Regions from separate parts of the Zea mays genome. Here regions 1 and 3 are each linked to region 2. The links are chromatin contacts, called in public Hi-C maps. All regions are on one chromosome and are shown on one strand. Each heading gives the region's core, a stretch centred on a gene start, on an enhancer-like site or on the middle of the called end of the contact. The rest is flanking DNA. Distances are from core to core; before and after follow the strand shown.

Region 1 (4,545 bases), core at 405-2,904, 260 kb before region 2:
TAGGTTTATTTAATTCGTTAATTAAAGTCTATAAATAGATAGAGAAGAAGAGATGGACATGTCATTCCCCTAGGCAGTTACACTTGGCAGCATGGTTTTCGTAAAGCACGGGTCCATTGTGCCTGCAAACATAGTGAACCAAGGAAATAAAAAATAAGCACAAGCAACACAAAAAGGGGTAAAAGGATATATTAAAAAAAGAGTATAAACAACGCGAACACAGCGAATGAAAATAAAGGGTAAAATAGATATGATTAAAAATCACATATAGATTAAAAAAACAACAACACGCCCAGTGGGACTCGAACCCACAATCGCCTGATTAGAAGTCAGACGCCTTATCCATTAGGCCATGGGCGCCAACTGTTCATTTTAGTTCCTACATATATGTATTACTATACGTAACATAAACTTTCTGCAGGCGCAACAAACCACGAGCATCCACACACCACTTGAAGCTACTTGAACGCGTTTGTACTTCTCATGGATTCCTTAAACAGTCAGATACTCGTACGATTTCTATATATCTATACGTGTTCTGTTGATTAGATGTGTGTAAATATGAAGCCAACAACCAAGATTTGAACACCTTTGTTGATGCAAAATTTTATCTTAGTCTAGTACAAGGCGACGACCGTTTTATATAGTAGAGAAAAACAAAAGAAAATTGAGAAAGGTTTTATTGCAGCGCGATTATCTTTGTGGATTGGATTGGACGGGTGAGGATTCATTATTCAGCACGACAAGTGGAGGGGTGGTACGAGTTTGCAGCACCAGGCGTGGCCTTGCAGAGGCCAGCCAGCGCAACAACGGAGTCCATCACAAGAGGAGAGTCCCCAAGAATCCAGCCTCCTCTATGCATCTTGTGCTCTATCAATCAATCAATCATTCTCTGACACCACCGTACCTCTCGCAGCTCTCACACGTATAGATCCATCCAGGAGGAGTTAATAAGCTTAGCCAATGAACATGATGATGATGACAGCTCGGTGATGGAGTTTATTACACCAAAGCAACCGCAAAGGCTTACGTTACCTACGGCAGCTCAAAGCCTGCCTGAACGTGCATGCCACGACGCCACGTCACGTCATGCAAGATACACAGCCACCACGGGTCCACGACGTACGGTACGGGTACGGCTCACGCGTGCCGCGGTGAGCAGGCGGCGCCGGGCTGACGCGCAGCGGCGGCGTGCTATCTTCTTGCGCTGGTGGCTGTTGTCGACGGACGCGCCCGCCGCCGCCGGTACTCCTCGCTGTTGGACGACGGCTCCGCCACGTCGGCCGCGAAGCGCACCTTCTTCTTCCTTCTCGTCGTCGTCGTGCCACGCGGCCGGCGCCGGTCGTGGTCCGCTGCTCCGTCGTCGTCACCTTCGCCGAGGATCATGGCCCTGAGGTCCGCCTCCAGCCGGCGGTGGAGGCGGTAGGAGACGAGGATGATGCTCGTCGACACCGCGGCCACCGCCAGCAGCCCCAGGCAGCTCCCCGCGCCGCCGCTCCGCCGCTCCATCGCGCGCGATCAGCGAGGGGCCGGCCGCTGCGTACGTAACGTACCCTTCCGCTAGCTTCGACGACGATACAGATCGATCTCTCTCTCTCCTATCTGTCTCAGAGCTACTGCCCGGCTGGCGATCTATCTTAATTGGCTACCTCCTACTCCGGCGGATCAATTGGAGTTTATATAGAGAAATAGAGATCAGAAAAGGCAAACCAACGAAAAGCGTGATGGCTCCGACTCCGAGTCGTGACAGAGGGAGATTACAGCCGTTTTTAGAAGTGTGCAAGGAAACAAAAAGGCACGCTTGAATTCCACGTACGCGCGCGTGCACCAGGTTTTATTTTGCTTCCGTGGTTTCTATATACCATATAGATTATATATAGATTTTGTTTTAATAAAATATAAAAAATATGTGTGTTTCTTAGTTAAGTGGGTGTGGATTAGAGATGGCCAAACGGATCGCCCGACTCGACCCATTTTGGGCCCGGCCCGCTAGGCACGGTTAGAAAACCGGGCCGGGTCGTCTAAGCTCGCGGGCTCGGTAAGCACGAAAAAAGCGGGTCAAAACGAGTCGGTAAGCACGATTTAGTGCAAAAAACTAGGTTTGATGGGTTTAGAGGTAAACGGGTCGTGTCTGGCTAGCCCACCGTGCTTAGTTTTCTGTCCGGGCCCGGCTCGCTTATTCGTGCTGGGTCGGATCGGGCTCGTACCGGGCCAAAAAAAAACGTGCTTCGGACCGGGCTTTCGTGCTTTTTGTATATCTATAGTGTGGATGTAGAGCCGACAACCAAGGTTCAAATTCCACTTGTATATAATTTTACCTTATTTTTGCATAAAGTGGAAAGTGTGACATACGACGACCGTGGAACCCTGAAAACTAGTGAAATTGGTGCTTTATAATAGTAGAGAAGTAGTGTGTTCTCCTTTAGAGTATATATCGTCATTAACATATCCTATAACCATCTATTTCTCCACTACCACATACTTTATAATCATTAGAGATCATAGATCTCCTGGCTCTCTAATACCTTAAAACTACATCGTTTTGAGGGTTCTAGGGTTTCTCCAATGGTAGAGGAAGTTTCTCCAATATATCTCTGGTACCTTAAAACTACATCAATTTAATCGTGCTTGATGATTCAACATTAGTAGCTAGGATTTCATTAACATTTGGATGGACTAGTATCGAAACATCAACATGTATTGAGAAATATGGTTTTTGAACCATCAAAATTGGGGCATACACCCTCTTTTCCTAATGAACTATTTCTTGGGGTACCATGCTTCCCTTGATCATTTTATTTTCTCATAATACTACATATTTTGTTGCTACAAACTTAGGATGTTTGACTAGGCACTGCAATCTGAACCCTTTCTATTTCTTAGGGTAGCCAATAAAATAACAATCTGTTCTTTCATCTATTCTACTTATCCATGATTAAAGATTTTTGCTTCATCTGGATAGCCCTAAATATGCAGATAATTCATCTTGGGCTTTCTTTCAGTCCACAACTAATATGGAGTCTTAGGAATTGATTTACTAGGGACTATGTTGAGTATATGGATAGTCATTTTTAAAGCATCCATCCACAAACCTAATGGTAAATTGGAGTAACTCAACATACTCTGCACCATATTCATCAAAGTATGATTTCTTCTTTCTACTACCTCATTTTGTTAGGGCTCACCTAGTGTTAAGTCCTAGGCTACAATGCCACTTTATTGAAGGAATCTTGCAAAAGTTCATGGTACTTGTTGAAAGCATCTAGGCCCCTGGTTGGTTTTAGTGATTAATGACAACGTAATGTTATATGTGACTAACATGTGTTTTGCAGAGACAAATGGTAAGTTAGGTCGCATTACAGGTAGAAGTACTACAACAGTGAAAACAATCCCGGAGATAAGAACTTGAAGCGACGGCTAAACGACGAAACAAAAGGTGAAGGACTACGAAGTCTGAGTGTCAAGGAGTTGTGGACACTCGTGATTTAGTTAGGTCTTTTATTCTCTTTTAGCCGTACTATAAAGAGGGGTTGTCGATGAGTAGTTTGACCAAGAGAGTTCTAGTGTAGTGTTGGTGCACATTCACACTCACATATAGTGCTAGGTGTCACTCTAGAACTCACTCACAAGTTAGAACGAAAACCGATTTGAAAAACAGCTAAAAACAAGAAATATGGTTTCTGGCCTTGGGGCACCGGACTGTCCGGTGCGCCCTCTGCCAGGTGGGTCAGGCTGGCCCAAGGGAAGGCTTTCCCCGAGCAGAAAACCCGAGAGCGCCAGTTTCAGAAATGAATTTTAGTGGCGCACCGGACAGTGCACCGGACTGTCTGGTGTGCACCGGACAGTGGCTGTTCACTGTCCGGTGTGCCATCAGCCCAACAGCTAACTGTTAGAACTAGCCGTTGGAGTCGATCGTTGGCGCACGGTGGCGCACCAGTGGCGCACCAGACTGTCCGGTGCGCCCATGCGCAGAAGAGTGCTGGTAACGGCTAGTTGGTGGGTGAGTGCTATTTATACCCCCTCCACCCACCATATTCAATGACTTGCTGCCCACATTAATTCCAGCACCTTGGTAGAGCATTGCAAGCACCAAAAGCCTAGTGAGGAGATTAGAGAATCTTAATCCCGCATTTGTTCCTCATTAGCGCTAGCGAGAGCCACCTAAAGCACACACCACTTGCATTAGGCTTCTCTTGGTCAAGCAAAAGTCTATGACTTGTTACTCTTGGTGATCAGCATCACCTAGACGGCTTGGTGGCGTTGGGAGCTCGGTGATCACCGTGAAGATCTTGTTGGTGACCCGACTCAAGTTTGTAAGCGGTCTCGAGGGATCCACCGCGCCGGAGTGGCAAAGGATCATCTCGTAGTGAGCACTTGGTTCTTGCGAGGACCAAGAGGGAGCGATACCCTTGCGCGGGTGCTCCAACGAGGACTAGTGGAGAGTGCCGACTCTTCGATACCTCGGGAAAAATTGGAGGAGTCTTCTAAACCTTGCTTTACATTCCGCACTTAATTCAAGCACTTTACATTGTGTATTTGTTTAGC
Region 2 (4,692 bases), core at 1,269-3,768:
TTACACAGTTTGTCATATCTTCATTTTTTGCACCTCTGATTTTTTACTTTCTGATAGCATGTAAGCATGCTATTGACTTATTACGCATGTTCATGTGACTATCCTGTTAGAATGGTCTAAGTGTATATATACTTGTGCTGATATTACAGTTGCATGAAGAAACAGAAGATGGAACTGTTTTAGAAAAAATCGCTGTCTATCAGCGGGCAAACAAAGAGGTATTATCTTTTACTATAGGGGAAAATCAACTACTTGTATCATCATTCATCCTTACTCTGGGCTGCCCTTTCTCATATACTCAGGTTGCCATCATCTGTAACCATCAGCGTAGTGTCTCGAAATCACATGAGTCCCAGATGACTAGAATGAACGAAAAGATTGATGAGTTGAAGGTTTGGTTTATGCTGCAAGTTATCAGCTCAAACTTCTGCCATAGCTTTGGGATTTCTTGAACTGTCTGACACACTTGCCTTTTCTTCTCCAGTCCCAGATGGAGGAGCTGAAAGCAGACTTGAACAAAGCAAAGAAAGGGAAGCCTCTAGGCTATGATTCAGAGGGGAAGCCAAAGAGGAACTTGGCTCCTGAAGCGTAACACATCTCAACCACCAATACATTTTGTTGTATTTTGTTTTTGTGTGTTAGAACAAAGAGTAGGGTAGGCAACCTGACAAAACCTACTTGCAGGATTCAAAAGAAGGTTGCAACACTTGAAGGCAAGATAGAGAAGATGGAGATGGATAAGAGGATAAAAGAGGATCTGAAGACAGTTGCGCTTGGAACGTCAAAGATCAACTATCTTGATCCTAGAATAACCGTGGCATGGTGCAAACGCCATGAAGTCCCTATTGAGAAGGTACGCAATTTCTGGTTCTAGACCGCATTTGTTTTTTCTCCAAATTTTCCCTGTTGCAAAGGCCTGCAGTTATTGAACCTGCTGTGCTGCTGACAGATTTTCAACAAATCTCTCCTCGCGAAATTTGTATGGGCAATGGACGTTGACCCGGAATTCAGATTCTAGGAGACCATTGGCTACCATGTGCCAGCCAGTTTGGTCCAGTTTCCAGCCCTTCTCCCTGGACACTAATTGCAGCTAGGAAAGGAAAGAGCTCGGTGTTTGTTTTTTCAAAGTCCCCACCCCCCCTGCTCGTGGAACGAAGGAAAGCACCCGTCATTCTCTTTGTAGGCCCTTCTTTTTTTTTTCTTTTGGTTCAATTGCGCTAAGTTCAATATGTATTCTGCTGAGAAATCTGAGCTCGTTTGAGAACGGTTGGACATTGAATTCATAGTGAGTTTTAATCTTGAATATAGATGACTTGTTGAGGGATGATCCCGTGGTCGTTTGTGTGTTTTGTCGACTAGTGAGCTTGCCTTGTCCACCAAAGTCAGCTGGTATATAGTAGTAGAGAATAAATGCTTGGCGAAACGATGGCCATCAGGATGGATTATCACTTTGTCAGTGTAGATGAGGAGACCCCTCTCTTCGCCACTCCTCAGACCCTATAAATAGATGACTCATACCCTATAATGAACAGCTGTAGAGGTCGTTCATTCGAAAATATTGCGCGTTGCCTTGTTGCATCCTTACCTCCAGAGCTTCTGAAGTTATAAAAACGTCGAAGCTTGAGCATTAAGAATTTCCTTTAATGTTCATGCATACATCATCTTTGATTGCTTGTACAAGATCATGTGAGCTTGTTGTTCTTCTATAATTTCAACAGATCCATAACACGCGTGAAGAAAAAAAAGCAGCGAAGTAATATTTGGAACTTTTAACGCTAACATTAGAGCATCTCCGATAGTTCTCAAAACGCACCTCTGATTTTGACGTTTTTGGCAGGATTAAAAAATGACATCTCTCCAACAACTGTTGATCCCACTTTTGAATCTTCTTACATTAAAAAAATTGATCGATATGTGTGATATGATACGGCTTAGGGTAAGTAACAATACATGCAGAAAGAAGTCGCCGCCACTATGTCTTTGCCACAGTGCCTTCTATGCACATGCGCTAGAAAACTCTGACCATACTGGCTACACCGCTCTCGAAGATGGGGGCGGCAATCGCTACTGGTCTAGCCTTGACTGGTTGTTGTTGGCTACCAATGGCTGGCGTACTCAGGCTCACTCCAACAGAGCAGCCATCCGGCCAGGTAAAGCTAAAATAGATGTCCTGAAGCAACTGTAGGAGTGCAATATTTCTTCCAAGGAAGCAGCTAAATGAGTTAGGCAAAATGAAAGGCAGGAGAGAAAAACCATATTGGTTGGTACTGTGACCGACAACTAAATTCTTTATTCTTGACTGACCACTGGGCCCCAGTGTCTACTCCATTCCAGCTAAACGTATGGATGACTGTGCTGTTGGAAAGATCTAGCGTATGACTGGACAGGTAAACTACAGACACCAGCCAAAAGTATATATGGCGGCCCGATTTGCATGCCTCCTGTTGGAGTGAGCCTTAGAGGGTGTAGTGTAGGGGATTGTTGGGGGTGCATAAACCTTCACAAAGGACCATTTTTATTTTTTTATGAGTAAGATGTTAGAAATGGTTAGAGGAGGCTAATAAATATATTTTGATGTTTTAACGACTTGAAGAACACATTGATTTATATTTTTGTTTTTTGAACTATTAAAGAAAGCAAATTGATTTGTAAAGGGACTATTATATAAAGCGAATTGATTTGTAAAAAGGGACCGGGAAAAAACTAGTACTTTTGGGCCGTTCGCAGGCTCCCATCTTCTCCCGCATAATCTTCCTCCCGCACATCCCGATCCTCCAGCTGTGGCATGGGTCTTGTGCAGTGTTGGTGGGCTGACCAGTTGGGCTATGGCCTGCTCGCATAATCTTCCTCCCGCACATCCCGATCCTTCTCTCGGCGGCCCGTTGGTCACGTGACTCATCCCCCTGTGCTCTCCTCTCGTGGCCTTGTTTCCTGGCGGCGACGGCTGGTCGAGCGGCGCCGCCCTTGGCTAGGTCTTCGCTGGGTCCTTCCCCGGCGACGAGCGTCCATCTGGTACGCCTCTTCCTTTCTGTCCGCTTCCATTGAGTTCCCATCCCTTCACTCTCTGCGAAACCGAGCACGCCAAGCCCTAGAGTGAGCTATTTGAGTTCCGATCTGAACCAATCTACATGTACATAATATGTACTGTACCCACCAACTTCGATTTTTTTTGCGAAGAAAAATATCGCGTGTACGCATGTTCTATAGCGGATCCGTGCGCACCTGTCGTCTAGTTGAGCGAACGAGGGGGAGCAGACTTGTGCCCCTGTCCTGAATTTGGGTGCTAATTTGTTTGTGCTGATTTTCAGGGGTCGACTGAACTGAGCAGGCAGTAGGAAGAGACACTATGGTATCCCCCCCCCTCTTGTACTGGTGATTTGTTTCTTGCTAGGCCTGTGCCAGAGTTGTATTGATGCACCTTTCTTCTCGTGCAGTTGTTCTTCTCCTACTTCAAGGAGCTGGTGGGGAAGGAGGTGACAGTGGAGCTCAAGAATGACTTGGCGATCCGCGGGACGCTCCACTCGGTTGACCAGTACCTCAACATCAAGCTCGAGAACACCCGCGTAGTCGACCAGGACAAGTATCCCCACATGGTATGCCTGCTGTTGTGTCGTGTTGTTGTGCTGCAGAATTATGCCCTTCAGCTTAATCCTACCAGTTAGAGTTTGTAGCCTATTAGATTGTTGCTCCTTGGTCGTTTAACATGCACCCTTGTTTGATGCCGACTTGGTGGAACTGGGAACTGCAGGGAAAGGCCATAGCAGTAGTCGTTTCTCCCCTTTTACGACATCTTTGGTTGTGTGGGACGGTTCCTATGTTATACAAATAAAGGCCATAAGGGATGTGTGTAGGCATTCTTGTGGCAGACCTTACACTAATTGCATAATTGTGCACTTGATTTCTAGCGGACTTACCTTAAGATTGACTGTCAGAACTTAGTGTTTGGGTGATTTGATGCTACCCATGTTCACACGTGCTGAACAGCAGCACAAGTTTGTTGTCGCAAGCTTACTCTAATTGCATACCTGTGCTGTTGACTTGTAGTATATTTACCATAATGCTGGCTGTCAGAACACGGTGCTTGGGTAATTCGATGGTGTTCAGTGACCATGAATACAGAACGACCCCACAGATTTATCCTTGAAGCATTCATTTTTGCATTGTGCACTAGACTTCCAGATTCTCGTAAGTTGATTGAATGTGTCTTAATGAGCCTCTTTATCATGTGCCTGGTGTGCTTTCTCGTTAATATTGTATTGTACTGTAAATTGATGAAACTCTGTTAGTTTGAGAATGAAATTTCTGTTCCTAAATCATGGCCCAGAAGTTGCATAAGTTAAATATAATACATTTGTTCGCTGCCTCCATTCCTACTTATGGTGAACTCAGTTCCATAGAAAGATGCTTTAGATATACAGATGGAAGGTTGTGGGGGCACACCCTTGTGTCAGTTTCTCATCTAGTTCTGGTTGTCTAAACTTCTGAATTCATTGTCGATTTACAAAGGATGTTAACCTGATTATGAACATATTGATCATTGATCAATGAAGCCTTCATTAATAGACGTTCAAATTTGCTGATATGTTCTTGGAAATTTTACTGATGCCTGCACATGAAAATTTGAAACCTTTTAATTCCCTGCCAAGATATAGATAGGCAAGTCACCAGTGCAAGATAGGCTTCCTTCCTATT
Region 3 (4,300 bases), core at 989-3,488, 310 kb after region 2:
TGAGCGGCTCTGGCGTGTGGCGTCTGGATGTGCTCGGCGGCGGCTGGACACTGGACTAGGGTAGCGCGATGTACCCCGTAGCGACTAGCGAAGCTAGGCTGCGGATGAATACCTTCTCGCGTTATTGGGCCACGACCGGGGCTGCAGCCTAGGCAGCCCTGGTCGTAAATCCGCCCCTGCAAACAACCACAGCCACACGACCCGTGAAATAGCAAAAGTGGGGATGAGTAAGCTGGTAACTTGCAAAGGATAGCTTTAAAAACCTCTAGAAAGAAAGACATGATGTTTAGATGATGTTGTACGTAGGCGTGAGGGCCGCCGGATGCGTGGAGTCTGGGTGGCTGTCCAGATCTACGCTCTGGAGGGGAGTAGCACCTTGCAAAATCTCCAACCCAGGCACCCAGCCAAGAAGATGTGGCGCACACGCGACATCCTGTCCTGTTCCTGTACGCACATCGGGAAACACGTCGCTGTGTCTGTTGCGCGCCTCCGCTTCGGTACGCCACCTATCTCATCTTCATTTTCCGGCGTCGTCGTCTTCTTCTGCTATGGCCACCATTTGTGACCTGTACCGTTGGGGAAAAAACAACTCACGCGAAGCTTTACGGCGATTATTTTTGTGGTTGGATAATTACATTAATCCCACTACGTTACTACCTGGGCACTTCTGCCACCACATATGGTTTATCTGGTCCGGATGACTTGTGGCGAGAGGTGACAACGGACTCTAAATTTTACACTATAAAATTTAAGAATTGGATCGAGTTAGGACCAGATCCTATTTCTATTTATTTTTAAATTAAAATTTATTTAGAGCGATTCACCACCACTCCTACTGCGGCTCGTCGTCTATGCAACACCGTTTATCCATTCATCAGGTGTGGTGTTATGGTTATGATCTGACCAAATTATATAATTGAACTTATTTTAAATTAAATACTAGCTTAAAATACTGAGTGGTTTTCATGGTATCACAATGCACATAAATAGATCGTTTCTTAAGTCGGGGCAGACACCGAATTTGCATCAAATTTAACTTTTCGCCAAAATTTTTATGTTTTTACATTGCCTTTTAGTGCTAGTTTAACAAACACAATTTTTTAAGGATTCCCATTGTTATAAAGAAATTGGTCCTTTTAGGAAGAAGGAAATCTCTTGAAAATGGAGTTGTCAAACTAACTCTTAATTATATTTTTTTCTGACCAGAAACCGTAGTAAAAAGAAATTTTGAGTACCCCGCTCCCTTTTGCACCCAACATTTAGGACTAGTTTGCGAGTCCAAAACCCAAATGGGATTAGAGAGGATAAAATCCTCTTTTTATTAATAAGAAGAGAATTTTAGCCTCTCCAATTCTCACTGTTTTTGTGGTTTCTAAACTAACCCTTATATGAGGCGGGAGATACTACCATGATGAGTGGTGCACAAAGATTTTTTTAAATAAATAATTAAATATATAGACACTAGTTGCATACACTTGAGAGCATGGGCTATGGAACCAATTATTTGATTTTGAATGGTTGAACGCATCTCGCATGGTTTATTCCAAGAATATACCCGGCGGCCGGCGCCCATGCAGATCCCTCAAAACTTGTGGGCCATCGCAGGTTGTGGCCGCCGGCAGACGTGTAGACACGCGTGCCACACAAGATCCGGGCTCGCGCGGCTCAGTTTTTATCTGGGACAGTCGAAGCGGGGCCCACAACACGGCCATTGCCCATTGACGTGGACTGACGACACGGGGCCCACCGTCTGGCGTCACGGCCGCGGGAACGGGGAAGCGCAGCCGAAATCGCCGCTCCTGCGCGACGAGAACAGCGGCGGATCCAAGCGGGCTGGCTTTCGTGCGGTGCGGGTGCCTGTGGGCTTGTGTGGCTCGGCGCCCGTGTGGCCCGTCCTGCGGCCTGTGGCTCGGCGCCCGTGGGGACGGGCACGCAGTGACGCGGCGGTCCGGGGCGCAGAAGGACCCGCACGGCACGCGAGGGATAATTCCAGTGGCGGGAAGGGAATATTCGGATCGGACAGCTTCGCCGCCCCGTCGGCTCGGCCATGAGTTCCGATCCTCCTCCCCATTTCCGACCCTACCCCTGCCATGTCGCCGAATACCCGCGCGCTGCAAAGGCACACCAAAGCGAAGGGGCCAGTTCCGTCCAAGGGCAGCACCGTAAATCCCCGGCGCACCTTTCGATAAATGCGCTCTTGCTTCGGTGCCTTCGCCCTCCGCACCACGCAAACCGAGCTCGAGAACACCACCACGAACAAGAAAGAAACACGGCCGCGGCGGGGCGGGGCGGGGCTTCTTCTCCTTTTCCAACTCGCTGCCCGTTGCGTGATTCCGCCGCGTCGCGTCGCGTGTGCATTTGCGCGCGCGCGCAGGAGCCGCCGCTCCGATCGCCCTGAAAAAGGTCCGTGCTTTGGCCGAGCCCCGTTCCCATTCTTGGTCTCTGCGAATCCGCAGCTTGTATTGTTGCTTCTTGCTCCTTCGATGTTACTGACTTTCATGGTGGTGTGTGGTTCTGTACTACTTTTAATCGGTTTAGCCGGGCTTCTGGGTGGAAATTGACGGAAGTTTTGGTGAAGAAATCGATAGGAGTTTGGGACAATGCGGTGGTGTTTTTCCATCCAGAACTTGGGGGGGGGGGGGGGGGGGGGGGGGGAGGGGGGCTGTCAGGTACCTGTTGAGTCGGAACTCGGAAACAGCCAGCCGGATCCTGTGATTGGACTTGTGAGACCTTTGCAAGGACGTTGGGACTAGTAAAATGTCAAGATCACCTTTTTTTTACCTGCGTCCACACGGAAACTTCCTTTCTTCTCGTGCAGGTTTCAGAAAGCACGCTAGTACTTGGGGGGACTTGGGAGCTAAGGCTGTCTCCAGCAACGTCCCCTAAATTTCATACTCTAAAAGAATATTCTCTGTCCTTTACATCACTCTTTAAAAGATTCTGTACTCTATATCTTCTTCATCTCCAACAATATCCCCTAAATTTCACCCTCTATATCAACAATGCTACTAGATTTGATATTATATATTATTTTTTACCGCTCGTCAGCACGTGTATAGAAATCAGCACAGTGTATAGAGCACCGCCGTACATCCTCTATACATAGCGCATGCATGTCATCCTCTAAATTTTAGAGGATCTTTTAGAGTCCCTTGTTGGAGGGATAGAGGATCTGACAAACCTCTATATTTAGAGGACAGGAGTTTTTACAGGACCCTGCTGGAGCGAGCCTAAGTCTTCCTTGATAGGCTGCTACAAACGCAGCTGACCTAATGTTAGGAGGGCACTAATTTGGCGAGATTCTGATCAGTGGGACATTTTATGAGATGCAAATTTAAGTACCCTGTCTAAGACCCTGTTATATTATATAATCCAACTTAAATAAGTTAAGTGACAAACAAACAACACAGATTATTATGTGGATTATATAATCTAGACAACTAGATTATGATAATTCATAAGTAGGTCATTAGGTGCTTGTATAATCTAGAGGTTGAATTATATAATCCTGCAAGGAAACAAATAGGCGAGCCTAATTGTAGGTGTCTCGTGTCTATGATCCGAGATTCCGAGGTCACAGTGTGATCATAGAATCTGACTGCGGAGTAAGTAGATCAATTTTTAGAGCATGATTGCATATTATGAAGTAAAAGAGTTGGCTAACATCTGCTGTCTCAGACTCTTAATTATCCACGTAGAATTCATAAGCTCCTTGCACGCCTGTTATCCTGATAACATCTTCCTTGCTTTCAGGTGCCAATTGTTACTGATTCCAGATATAGGTGTTCCTGCGCTGGAACTAACTGCGCCGCGACCTTCCTCAGCAATCTTATGCTCATGTCTCACTCTCAACAGATGGCGAATAGTAGGAAGCCTCCTGGCCTCAGGTTACTCGGAGGCGCCGGCTCACTGACAACGTACCAGACACTAGTCCTGGTCCTCACGTTCTTGGCATACACATGCTTCCACATGACTCGGAAGATCCCAAGCATAGTCAAGAGCGCTCTGGACCCGCAGACGAAGGTGGGGTTCTCGCACTGGGGACGGTTGCACGCCAGCAGAAACGCTCTCACCACCGGCTGGCTGCCGTTCAACACCGCCGACGGCTCCGCGCTGCTCGGCGAGATAGACGTCGCGTTCCTCGCCGCGTACTCCGCCGGGATGTTCTTCGCCGGCCACATCGGCGACCGCATGGATCTGAGGGTCTTCCTGACGGTCGGCATGGCCGGCACCGCCGTGTTCACGACGCTCTTCGGCGCTGGATACTGGCTGAACGTCCACAGCTTCTACTATTTCTTGG

Evidence for each region. A called contact is a pair of places that touch in the nucleus more often than the background predicts.
Region 1: a Hi-C map of ear shows a contact between it and region 2, with 2.4 times the contacts expected there. The contact joins the promoter of LOC100277984 here to the promoter of LOC100276999 in region 2. A contact is called at or near these places in 3 of 25 Hi-C or Micro-C datasets (ear, leaf and tassel).
Region 3: a Hi-C map of endosperm shows a contact between it and region 2, with 4 times the contacts expected there. The contact joins the promoter of LOC100216884 here to the promoter of LOC100276999 in region 2. A contact is called at or near these places in 9 of 25 Hi-C or Micro-C datasets (bundle sheath, ear, endosperm and 3 more).

The regions. Positions count from the first base shown.
Region 1 is chr4:35,655,885-35,660,429 of Zm-B73-REFERENCE-NAM-5.0, reverse strand. It overlaps LOC100277984, which reads right to left and starts at 1,654. Exons shown (of 1, transcript NM_001151411.2): 1 at 960-1,654. The coding sequence starts at 1,509. The coding sequence ends at 1,195. TRNAR-UCU (transfer RNA arginine (anticodon UCU)) reads right to left here and starts at 360; the gene lies at 288-360.
Region 2 is chr4:35,396,105-35,400,796 of Zm-B73-REFERENCE-NAM-5.0, reverse strand. It overlaps LOC100276999 (SnRNP core Sm protein Sm-X5-like protein), which reads left to right and starts at 2,518. Exons shown (of 4, transcript XM_008680044.4): 1 at 2,518-3,012; 2 at 3,309-3,349; 3 at 3,435-3,593. The coding sequence starts at 3,347. It overlaps LOC100191474 (topoisomerase I), which reads left to right. Exons shown (of 16, transcript NM_001164334.2): 12 at 150-218; 13 at 303-392; 14 at 485-588; 15 at 685-853; 16 at 950-1,306. The coding sequence ends at 1,018.
Region 3 is chr4:35,083,364-35,087,663 of Zm-B73-REFERENCE-NAM-5.0, reverse strand. LOC100216884 (Putative glycerol-3-phosphate transporter 1) reads left to right here and starts at 2,238. Exons shown (of 3, transcript NM_001143271.1): 1 at 2,238-2,403; 2 at 3,856-4,300. The coding sequence starts at 3,856. It also overlaps the pseudogene LOC100217289.